Linked DNA regions of Mus musculus: all the other regions are linked to region 4. Evidence: chromatin contacts called from public promoter capture Hi-C data. All regions are on one chromosome and are shown on one strand. Each heading gives the region's core, a stretch centred on a gene start, on an enhancer-like site or on the middle of the called end of the contact. The rest is flanking DNA. Distances are from core to core; before and after follow the strand shown. Region 1 holds the start of Mrpl39 (mitochondrial ribosomal protein L39). Region 2 holds the start of Jam2 (junction adhesion molecule 2). Region 3 holds the start of Mir155hg (Mir155 host gene (non-protein coding)). Region 4 has its middle 22 kb from the start of Gm41484.

Evidence for each region. Promoter capture Hi-C pulls out the DNA fragments that hold promoters and counts their contacts.
Region 1: a contact with region 4 is called in a promoter capture Hi-C map of the HPC-7 cell line, with 8 times the contacts expected there. The contact joins the promoter of Mrpl39 here to the enhancer-like site in region 4. A contact is called at or near these places in 11 of 39 promoter capture datasets (the 3T3-L1 cell line, 3T3-L1-derived adipocytes, the HPC-7 cell line and 7 more), 2 of 115 datasets of contacts at active chromatin or transcription factors (cardiomyocytes and embryonic forebrain) and 2 of 9 other capture datasets (adipose tissue and liver).
Region 2: a contact with region 4 is called in a promoter capture Hi-C map of liver, with 4 times the contacts expected there. The contact joins the promoter of Jam2 here to the enhancer-like site in region 4. A contact is called at or near these places in 6 of 39 promoter capture datasets (the 3T3-L1 cell line, the C10 cell line, cranial neural crest and 3 more) and 1 of 115 datasets of contacts at active chromatin or transcription factors (stem cell-derived neural progenitor cells).
Region 3: a promoter capture Hi-C map of cranial neural crest shows a contact between it and region 4. The contact joins the promoter of Mir155hg here to the enhancer-like site in region 4. A contact is called at or near these places in 4 of 39 promoter capture datasets (the 3T3-L1 cell line, the HPC-7 cell line, cranial neural crest and 1 more).

The regions. Positions count from the first base shown.
Region 1 is chr16:84,733,954-84,736,780 of GRCm38.p6, reverse strand. It overlaps Mrpl39 (mitochondrial ribosomal protein L39), which reads left to right and starts at 1,537. Exons shown (of 10, transcript NM_017404.5): 1 at 1,537-1,627; 2 at 2,168-2,374. The coding sequence starts at 1,564.
Region 2 is chr16:84,772,721-84,775,483 of GRCm38.p6, reverse strand. It overlaps Jam2 (junction adhesion molecule 2), which reads right to left and starts at 1,361. Exons shown (of 10, transcript NM_023844.5): 1 at 931-1,361. The coding sequence starts at 997.
Region 3 is chr16:84,711,618-84,714,519 of GRCm38.p6, reverse strand. It overlaps Mir155hg (Mir155 host gene (non-protein coding)), which reads right to left and starts at 1,497. Exons shown (of 2, transcript NR_132106.1): 1 at 1,427-1,497; 2 at 1-467. It overlaps Mir155 (microRNA 155), which reads right to left and starts at 380; the gene lies at 316-380.
Region 4 is chr16:87,267,369-87,270,272 of GRCm38.p6, reverse strand. No RefSeq gene overlaps it. Among named protein-coding and RNA genes, the nearest start is that of Gm41484, 22 kb to the right of the region's middle. Within about 2 kb of position 1,607, at least 25 of the 459 cell types and tissues checked have an H3K27ac peak or open chromatin away from gene starts, as enhancers often do.

The DNA of each region.
Region 1 (2,827 bases), core at 288-2,787, 2.5 Mb after region 4:
ACAGGTATGCAGGAAAAAAATTATACATATTTTGAAGGAACTCTTGGTCAAAAGTCTATCTTGGGTAGGTCTCTCCAACTCTCCAAACGTTGCTTGGCAGACATTCAAGGCAGTTGTGTGGGTTAATAAACAGTTTTATAATTAGCATATATTCAGTACTTGTTGGTCAGTATCACCTGTGGCATCCTTCCAGCAAAATTACTTTCTGCGATAGTAGACGCTCCAATCAGCTGTGTGCAGATGTGCTTATGATTAATTTTTCTCAAGCTAACGTCCAGAGGATTGTTTTAAATGTGGCCGTGAACTATAGTTTTCGGGGTGGGGTGAAATGGACACAATCTCTAAAAGCTGTGAAGCTGAAAGCTTTCAGGGGAACCATAGAACATTTAAGGAAGAAACACACATGCACGCTCACACGCGCGCACACTTTTCCAGAGTTGATTTAGAACTTCTATTGTTAGGAAAAGGTGTGTTAAGTAGCTAAAGGCTTCTCCAGCTCCTACCTAAGCCTTCTTGAGGAGGGATTGCAGGCATCAGTCACTATTCTCGGCCGAGGACTTTACATGAGATAGGCCAGTACAATATTGAATGGTTGAATCCAAATTTATACTTACATGTCTTGCCTTAAAGATGAGGAAAGGTCTTAACACTTTCCCTATGCAATTGTAAACATGTATTATTTGGGCCAAGGAGACAGCACATTTGTGTGGCATAAAACATAGCATTTGTGACCGAGCTTACCCTTCCGCCTGGTGGCAGTGTGTGCTCCACCACAAGTTAAAAGTAGGGATCATGTGAAAATTCCTGACTAAATTTATAAAACTATATTGGTTCATTGGTTCAGCTTTGCAGAAGTAAAGAATGCTGCTCCAACGGGAACGTGCTGGCACCACAAAGGCGTTAGATGTAGCAGTGTGTTTTTACCAACCGTCATAACAAATATTTGCTGAGCTGCCAAGCACGGTTTGCGTTTCTGGGATACATCCAGGGACGAGACACAGATTCCCGGTTACTCCGTGCAGTCGTGCCTAGATCATTCGGAAAAGAGTTCTAGGACGTTCTTTGCAAAATCAACACGACGTGTTTCCAAGAGCCCAGGAACGTGGCCGACTAAACGGTGAACCGGGTTCAGCCCCACTGCAGCCGACCTGAAACTCACTTTTGCAAACCTCTTTTATTTCCACCCTCTAGAGTTGTACCCGGCGTGGCTGGCCAGACTGTCAAAGACGTAACGCAAAGAGTCCTCCTCTAATTTTTTTCTGCCGGGAATCTGGAACCCTCGTGAGACAAAGGCGCCTGTGTGACTCCTCTGTCCAATAGACACTTCTGCGACTCCTCAGGGCAGCCGGTCGTCCCCGAGCCAAGGACAAGACTCGCAGCGCGGCCAAGGGTGAGCCATCCAAGGAGAGGCGCGCATGCGCCCCCGCGTGGCTCGGCGCGCTCCTAGCATCCGGTCCCGAGCTGATCAGTCCTACGGAACCTCCGCCGCGGGTTCCGCGTTTCCGGGGGAAGAGGGACGAGAAGGACCGGGACGCCGAGCTACCTTGGCTACTTCGGGAAGCCATGGCTACCGCGGTGGGAAGGCTGGTTCTTCGGCGGCCCGGCGCGGGCGGCGGGGCTCGCTGGAGTGAGTTTTTTGTGTTCCCGGTGTGGGAAGACAATCTGGGGTGCAGGAATCAGGGAAAGAGAAGGGATGCGGGCATGGGCGGCTCTTGTGGGGGGTTTTAGGAGCCCCAGTCTTCGGCAAACATGTCCCCATCTCCCAGGGAGTGAGGACTCGCGCTTGCCTAGCCAAGTCCCTTGCTTTGGGGTGTGGAAGAAAAGTTCAGCATTTCTCATGCTAGCTATTGATCGTTTGGACACGGGGATTCCGCCTTCCTGGAGCGTTCTCCTCCCCTCCAGACCGTTTCCAACTACAACTTTGCTCTCCTTCCCAATCGAGTCTGGTTTTAGGACGCCACTGAGGAAATCGGTGGTGATGTGAGAGTAAATCAGAGCCCAGCGTTTTTGTTTTTTGTTTTTTCGTTGTTGGATCCTAAATTATTAACATTATAAAGTGGTTCAAGTTTGCCTCAGTCGAATTTTTGACTTATGTTCTGCAAAATTCTACCGTTTTCAATACTTGTTACAGGTCCAGAGTAAACTACGTACTTTGCTTTCTTAATAGGATTTATAGCGACGTCGCCAGCTGCCGAGCTGTCACCCACGGAGCTGACAGAAATGCGGAATGATCTGTTTAACAGAGAGAAAAGCAGGCAGTTATCGTTAACCCCCCGAACGGAGAAGATCGAAGTTAAGCATGTTGGGAAAACTGATCCCGGCACTGTCTTCGTGATGAATAAAAACATCTCAACCCCTTACAGTTGTGCCATGCGTAAGCAGCAGAACAATGTTGACCATTTTACACGCGCTGTGCAGAGCACTGCAGAGGGGAACATGCTGTCATTACTTGGCGAAGCTGTAGAATTTATTTGCAGCCATTTTGCCACCCACTGTCCCCTTTGTTTTGTGGGTACGGTGGGTATCGTAGCATTTCTCTGCTGTACAGGTTGTCTCCCTAGTTTGTCTGAATATGACTATGTAATATGCATGTTCTGGGAGCATTTATCTAGCAGGTCTCATTAAAGTATTTTGAGGGTTGTTTTTTTGGTTTGTTTTGGTTTGTTTTTTTCTTGAGTTTTCATTTATTCTACCTTTATCTTTTTAGTTTTTTTTTTCCCCCCGAGTATATGTCTCATCTCCTTCCTACTTGTCCCATGTTGTGGTTTTATCTAGTATAGGTACTAAATGTGTGAATGGAAACATAAGTATAGTGAATGCTGACGTT
Region 2 (2,763 bases), core at 112-2,611, 2.5 Mb after region 4:
ACTAGAACTTGAACCTCAACAATAACACATTTACCCCTCCCTAGTGAAGAAACCAACAGAACAAAAGATAACAGGGAGGGGGAGGGTGTTTATCATCATCATCAACAACAACAACAACAACAACAACAAGGACTTCCTCACTTAAAAATAGATAGTAATTTCCTACCTTTTCCTAAAAAGTTAACGCGAAGAAAACAAAAATCAAATTTCAAATCACATTAGGCCAGCACCCGCGCAAATCCTCTTTCAAAGTACCCAGAGAAACTAAACTGGCTTTGGGACGCCTCCGCAGCTATGCCAGCTGCCAGCTCGCTCATTCATCGCCTGCGCCTTTCTAACAATCCTAACAGCCAGTCCCGCTGGCTGGACATCCCCTGAGGACACGGCAGCTGGCTGGAGCGGACAGACTTCTCTAAGCCGGTTTTGCAGGCGTAAAGGCGAAAAGCTACTGGGGCTCAGCTAATTTCACCCCGCTACCGCCTCTAAAGTGCTTTACCCAGCACCTTGCCCGGGGCAGCTGGGACCGTAACCACTGATCCCTCAGCCGCAGCTACTTAAGAGTGGCCTTCGCCAACCCCGGATGCCATCTTTCTTGGGCTCTTCGCATCTTGAATACTTAGAGAGTTTTGCATTCTGATCACGTCCCGGTGTCTTTGAAAACTTCCTCGGACTTTGCAAGGAGATGAGGATCGTCTGTTTTCTTCAATTCTTAACTGCCCAGATCCAACACTATTTACAAGACGCACAGGACTTCAGTCTCCCTGCCCAGAGCCTGCCCTCATCCAGATTACCCTCCGTGCTCCCAGACTGCAAAGCCTGGCGCCCCGAGACAGACCCCCTAGCACTGAGCGCCATGCCTGCAGGCGAGGGTCCCGGAGGCTGGTATAGCCAGACCGGAGGGTGGAAAGGACTGTTACCCCAGAGACTTACAGTCCAGGGCGACGATCAAGTAGTGTAGCAGCAGCAGCATCAGGAGGCCTTGGGGGCTCCTCGCCATCTACGCGGGCGCCAGCTGGCTGCCTAGCTGAGGGTCCCCCTGCAGGAGCGCGACAGGCGGCTGGGTCTCCCAGCACTTCGCCCGGCGGCGGAGCAGAGGAGGTCCCTGAGAGGTGGAAGCAGAGGGGCGGGTCCTGTCCCGATGTCAGTCTCTCCGGTCTGGGGTGTCTCCAGCGACTGTCGTGGGGGCAGGTCTTCTGGCCCTAGGACGTGGTGTCTGGGACAGTCCTTCTTTTGAAGGGTGGAAGAGGGTTGAGGGGAGGGCGTGGACGCGGGACGCGGTGTCCGCAGGGTCCTAAGCGAGTGGCGGCAGAGGACTAGCCTCTTGAGGGAGAACCCTGCAGGTCGGCCCCCCGCCCCCAGACTGATCCGCTTTGTGTCTAGTCCCGCGCTAGGCTGCCAGCTGTCCCCAGGGCGAGGAGCTGGGGGCAGGAGGAGCGCAGCCGGGTGGGATGGGCAGGGTGTGTGTGTGTTGGGAGCGGTAGTGGCTCGGTCTGTCTCGCCATGTCTCTCCTCTTGGCGCAAAAAAACTTCCTTTTCAGTGTTTTGCCTAGCGTGGGAGATATTTTTTGGAAAATTTCTATCTAGCGGACAAAACCGCTGGCGAAGCGCTCTTAAAGTATAGGGGCATGAGCTCAGCCCCTGCCTCTAGAAAGGGGGGGTGGGGAGGGGCGGAGGGGGCGGGGGACAAAGGCATCACTCAAGTTGCAAGTCAGGTCCCAGATTTTATCATCAGGCTTAGCCTCTTCTGGCTTCAAGTCCGTCCTCCCCGTCCCCCCAACCCCTTAGAGAGTTAAGGTGTGTTCTGGGCTCTTGGCTTCTTAGTTGTCATCTGGAAGTTCATCTAACGGTGTGAAATATTTATCTTGTTTCTTCCCCGTTATGTAACTGCCGCCTGTGGAGTTTTCCACATGTTAAAACTCTACAGCTGCCCTTTTGTCAGGTTTATTTTTGGTCTCATGTGCTTTTAAAAGGGAAATCCATTATGAATGCTCCAGTGCGTGCTTTAAAATTGACCCGCACTTCGGAAGCGTGCACTTGCAAAGGCGATTTTCACATTTCCTCTCCAGAACTGATGGCTGGGGCATTCAAGAAAATTGACCCGTCTGTGTAAAGGCCGTTGTCAGGTGAAGACATTTTTTAAAATCGTTTTAAATAAAGCTAAATAATAAATAATTATGTGTAGAGGATGGCTGATTTAGTGGTGGACCACTTACAAAGAATTGAGCCAGCCTTGCGGACAAAGGCTTAAGATATACTTAGATATGCAGAGCTGTGAGGAATGAGGCATCCCCACTGTTGCCTGGGCAACAGTGATGAAAGCTTTGGCCCTCATGGGGAAGGGGAGGGGACAGAAGACCCCTGAGGGCAAGAAAAGCAAAGTTAAAAAAAAAAAAAAAAAAAAAGGCAAAAATGGAGCTGGTAGCCCAAACTCACAAACAGTAAGGGAGTAAGGGTGTCATCTAACTTAAGACTTAAGGCAAAAAAAAAAAAAAAAAAAAAAAAAGACTTAAGGCCTGTGCTCAGAGACAGGTTAAGTCAATTGTCCTTGACAATCCAATTAAAAGAGTCAAATTAGTCGTGAAAACTGAGAAGAGAAAGGGAGAGATATTGATTGATTGATTGATTGATTCGATATAGCCACATTGTAGAGTTCCAGTGAACCCCAAGTCTGTCTTTGGGGCCCTGAAGTGAGATAAAATACAGAGCCAAGGATCCACACATCCATGCAGCCCACATCTAAGCCATTGTCTGGTCTTCAGTCTC
Region 3 (2,902 bases), core at 248-2,747, 2.6 Mb after region 4:
TTCTGGTTGAATCATTGAAGATGGTTATGAACATAATTTTGAAATAAAAATGATACAAGTTTCACTTTCCATTCAAGATAAAAAATAAACATGTGGGCTTGAAGTTGAGATGTTGTTTAGGATACTGCTGATCTATCTTTTAAATGACATTTATCGTAACACTTACAGTGGACTATCCTAGTAACCAGGTTATGACTAGCACATTAAATGATAGAGTCTGACATCTACGTTCATCCAGCAGGGTGACTCTTGGACTTGTCATCCTCCCACGGTGGCCATTTGTTCCATGTGAGTGCTAGTAACAGGCCTTGTGTCCTGTTAATGCTAACAGGTAGGAGTCAGTCAGAGGCCAAAACCCCTATCACAATTAGCATTAACAGCATACAGCCTTCAGCAAGCCTCCAGCAGCCAGAGGATAAGGGATATGCAACTTAAACCACACACTTCCCCTTCCTGGTTTGCAGCACCTGCAAAGAGAAAAAGAAATAGTTGTGTGTACGCACACAGTTAGTTATAAAGTAGAGTGAACGATTATGAATCTGAAGGCAAGGTAGACTTCAGCTTTGAAAGAAAAGAGCTCTGAAATGCTTCTAAGTAAATTTTGGAAAATTTTTGTAAGGTTTGCAATTTAAAAACTAATTATAAAATCAAACTTTAAATTCTGTGGAAATATTTGAATACATGTATCATTTTTAACACAGCCACGGTTCATAGTTCTACAATGCTGAAGTTCAAAGGACACAACTTCAGTTCTGGGTAATATTCTGACGTACATCCCACAGGTCACTAGGCAATTCAAGAAATCTCAGATATTTAGGATGGTACTTTATGATTTTTGAAAGTTAAAACTCAATGGATGAACCCATTTTGATTCTATAAATAGTAGTTGCGATTTTCACCTTATTCGTTTTTCTTTTTCTTCAAGATAGGGGGTACAGCCAGGGCAGGTCTGCCCTGAAAGGTATCTGAAAATGCTCCTGTTGTCCTCCAGTGATTCCTTTGGGGACTCACAAACCGGTGGCTTCAGTTTGACCCATGTAAAGGAAGTGCGCCTTAAAGAGCTCTGACTCAAGGGACTTGTCTCCAGCAGAGTGGTTTAGAAAAAGAAAAAAGATGAATTTGCTGTTTCCTGTTAGAGTTGGATTTTACTCTCTCAGATAAAGTGACATTTCTCCCACAAGTTTCTGGTTTCAGTGTTACTGTACGCGAACCTAGAAGTTCAAGCATCACTCAAGTCTGTGGTTCCCTTTAGGACCAGAGGGGAACCACCTTTTCTTTTCTTTAATAATGAAACCAGCTAGATGTAGAAATGTGATTAAGTTCAAAAGAAATGCATCAAGTTAAAAATTCCCCAGTGAATATATTTTGACAGGGCAGAATATCGTGGCTTGGAAATTTCCAAACCAAGGAAATATATCATACTTACTGATAGTATTTCTTTTTTAAACTTTGCTGTTTTCTCAGATGAGCTGGTTTCATGAGGAAAGTCTGTGAATTACACAGTTTCAATCTTGGATTTTATTTCAGCCAAAAGAAAGACTGTAATAATACCTTTTCTCTTCATAGTGCATTGAACTCAGTAAGTCCTCAGTAAATCTATTAAGATTCTAGTGTTCTACTTCATGCCATATTATTGACCCATTAGGGAGAATATATGCAACTGTGCATGTGTGCATGAGTGCCTACATAACCCCATTCCAATTTAAGTAAATAACTTATCTATAAGTTCTGTTTCTATCCTTTAAAGATACCATCTGAATAAAGGTATTACCAAGAATATATTTAGTATAGGTAGCCAAGGTTGCCCTATATAACCTAGGCTGGCCTTGAACTCATGACCTTACACTTCAGTCTCCCAAATTCTGGAATTATAGCCATATACCACCACATCTGGCTATATATATATAGCCATATATACATATATATGTATAGCCATATATACATATATATGTATATTACATATATACATACATGTGTGCACACATACACACCTATCTATCTATCTATCTATCTATCTATCTATCTATCTATCTATCTATCTATCTATCATCTATCTACATGAAAAGCCTAGGTTTGATTCCCAAGTACCACATACATGGACACTGGTGCAGCCTTTGATCTCAGGACTTGAGAGATGGACTTAGGAGGATCATGAGCTCAGGGCTGTTCCCAATTACTTATCACCTCTGGGGTCAGCTTGGGCTATATTGGACCCCGTCTCAATAAATAATAAAATATAATGTTAGGAATTGCTATTGCAATCAACTCTTTTGACCTTAGGTAAAAATCTCGACCAACCTTAAGCACTATATTTAGTTCAGACAAATCGTAAGTCCAGGTCCCATTCACTATGTGGCATATCACCATTTCTCTGTGGTATAGCCTAAACCTAAGGACATTCCAGGAGAATATAATTAGACTTTTCTTCAGGATAATATTTTGAGGTATAAGGGAGGCATAGAATGTCACAATCTGTCTAGTCTTGCTGATTTGCCAGGGAAAATGTTATCAGCTAAGGTACTCAGAGAAGAATATGTCCTATACTGGATCTTTTTATTTTTAGTAATTTTTTTGTGGTAACACACACACACACATGTATCTCACACATATAACACACACACACAGACACACACATACAGAGTAGGGTAGATGAACTTTTGGAGCTGTAAGAAAGGGCATCATATTCATACTCATCTTCAACTTTCATCATATACATATACACACATATATCTACATACATACATACATACATACATACATACATACACACATATACATACATACATACATACATACATACATACATACATACATACATACACACACATATACATACATACAAACAAACTTTGCCACTGTAACCAGTTTTAAGTTTCTGATTGAGTTATCAAAGACATCTGCA
Region 4 (2,904 bases), core at 358-2,857:
AAGTGACACCAGCCCTTTGGTGGTGCCCAGAAGATCATGTGTGGATCCCAGACATTGAAAGAAGTTGCTTTGGAGACTCCAAGATGTTTGAGATGCCAGAGCCTTGGTCTATCTGCTAAGGAAAGCTGCTAACAGGGAGTGGAACCAGCTCAGGAGAAAGAAGTTTGTTATAGTCAACAAAGATGGAAAAGGAGTTGGTGATCTGAAGACAACTTTGACATCAGACAAGGAGATGCTGAGTTTGGAGTTTGTCCAGCTGGTTTCCTGTCTTGCTTTGGGGATTGCAGTTACATGATTGGATGAATCTCAGAAGAGAGCTTGAACTTTGGACTTTTAATATTATTGAGACTGCTATAGACTATGGGGATTTTGGAAGTTGGACTAAATGTATTTTGCATTATGGTATGTTTAGGTATAGTCCCAATAGACTCATATTTTTGAAAAGTCTATGGGGGCCAGGGAGTGGAACATGATGGTTTGAATATGCTTGGCCCAGGGAGTGGCACTATTAGGAAGTCTGGCCTTGTTGGAGTAGGTGTTTCACTGTGGACAAGGGTTTAATACCCTAGGTTTAGCTGCCTGGAAGTCAGTCTTCTCTTAGAGGCCTGCATACAAAGATGTAGACCTCTCACCTCCTCCAGTACCATGCCTGCCTGATAATGGGATACAGGTTGTTAAAGGAAATAAAATCTTTCCTCCCAAATTGTTTTTGGTCATGGTGTTTTATGACAGCAATAGAAACCCTAACTAAGACTGCAAGCGTTCCACCGTGGAGCCACATTCCAAGGCTTTTCAAATGAACAGCTTACTTATTTATTTTTGAATGAAGGTTGGCAAGGGATTCATCAGCCAGAATGTTATTTATGTTAGGGGAATTTCCTTTAGAACCTCAGTGATGTTCCACAATATCCTACTTAACTTGGATGACTCAAATGAATCTCTTAGCTAGGCTATTGAAAGTTTGTTTGAAATCCCTCACTTTTACAAATCTTGTGTTGACTTGTTTCCAGAAGCACCCTTCTCCCAGAGGTGTTCTTTAATACTTTGGCAGTTTGATTTTTCTGAGACATACATGATTCTTTTTCCTTGAGCCCCTACCCCATCCCTCCCATAATCTCACATTTCTTGATATTTACCTACAGGCTACTTTTAAAATCCACCTATTGTCCTCTTGTATAACCTCACAGCTTTGGAAAGCTTTGCATCATTCTTGAGAGTTGCAAGCAGAATTCTAGCCATACATTTCAGCCTGAGCAGCAGGTATCAGCCACAGAGAAAGGGCCCGGGTCCTTACAGTGTTGTGCTGGGTGCTGTGATTATGATTTTGCTGGAGGTGATCCTTGCTTTGCATCCATCATTGCAGTGACGAGGAAATTGACTCTAGGTTAAGCTTTGAAAGATAAGGATTTTGGGAGTTTGGGAAGATCAAGACATCTGAGGATGGAACAAACATATGAATAAAATTTATCCAAGCATCACAATCTGAAAACGACGACACAGTAACGATAAATCACTCTGTGTTTTTCTTTGACATGGAACAGTTAAGAACATTCAAGAGGGATAAATAAACTTTACTGAGAATTGGATAATAAAGTCTGGAATGCTTTTGAAAGAAACAGATGTGATGATTAATGGTGGTAAGATGGAGTGATGAACTGCTCAAACCAGACACCAGCCAAACAACACCTAACGAATTGCTTTGGACATAGATGAATACAGTAAAGGCAATATGATGTTTTCTTGGATTGATAAGAATTTCTACAAAGTTTGTGTGTTGGTTCTGTAATGTAAACAACGATACTCTCTGCCAAGTTCTATGCCCTTTAACTTTAGAACTTGTTCAGTATAGGCAGTTGGGACATATGTTTATTTCTGAAACTCGTAGCACTTATCTTTTGACTAATAGAGTTTTGATTTTCAAACCACAGAACTGTGCATTTTCTGTGTAGTTTCTCCTCTGTGCCTGAAAACCACAGAGAACATGTCTCATGAGTAGTTTGGAAACAACTGAGCTTTCTTTGACTTATGGACTGTGAGAAACTCTTAGGGCTGGCATTGGGTTGTGGGTTTGTTGCGATTTTCTTTTGCTTTCTCACTGCAACGGCATGTTCCCTGGTAACCACTCTTCCTACCCCCGAGCACTTTCTGGGGACAGGCAGGATTCCAGGAAGTACCAACTCTGATAGTGATGGATGAGTGAGTGCCAGACAGTTGGCTGTTGGGTCACTGTTCTCAAAATAGAGTTCTTGGAACATTCTGTGCCAAAGAAGGTGCTCACTTGCTCAAGAGATTCTTTGAAAGTCACTTTCTCTCTTTCATTGCACTCTTGTCTCCTAAAAGGACTCATGGTATCACTCAAAAAAGGTGTCATAAAAAAGAGTATTAAAACAGATATAGATAATTACAGCCCGTAAAGATCCAGTGGGCATTAGAAAACAACCAGACCAAACTGTGGGTCTTAGCATGTGGAATGTCTGGGCTTGGCAGTTCTGTTGAAGGACCTTCTCTATTGCAGAATGCTGAAAAGCATCTCTGCTTCTCCCCAGTAGAAGGCAGTAGACGCCTCCAGTTGTAAACCTATCTCCAGATACCGTCAAGTATCTCTTAGAGGAAAAGTTGCCCTTGGTTGAGAATATCTGCTTTAGATTAACAGGACAATATCAGATACTGTACTGCAATCATGTCGTCTCTCCTGAAATCATAAAACTCCAGAGATTCTGAGTCTCAGTATTTCACTATGGTGCTTAGCTGCCATGCTGCCTGTTTGCAGAGCATTGTGATGGTAGACATAGCAGTGAGCTGCATCTGGAATTCAAACCTGGATGCCACTTACAGGCTGTGTGGTACTCGAGTCTCGATATCTATACCTGTAAAGTGGAATAATAGCGCTATTTGCGAGGAGTT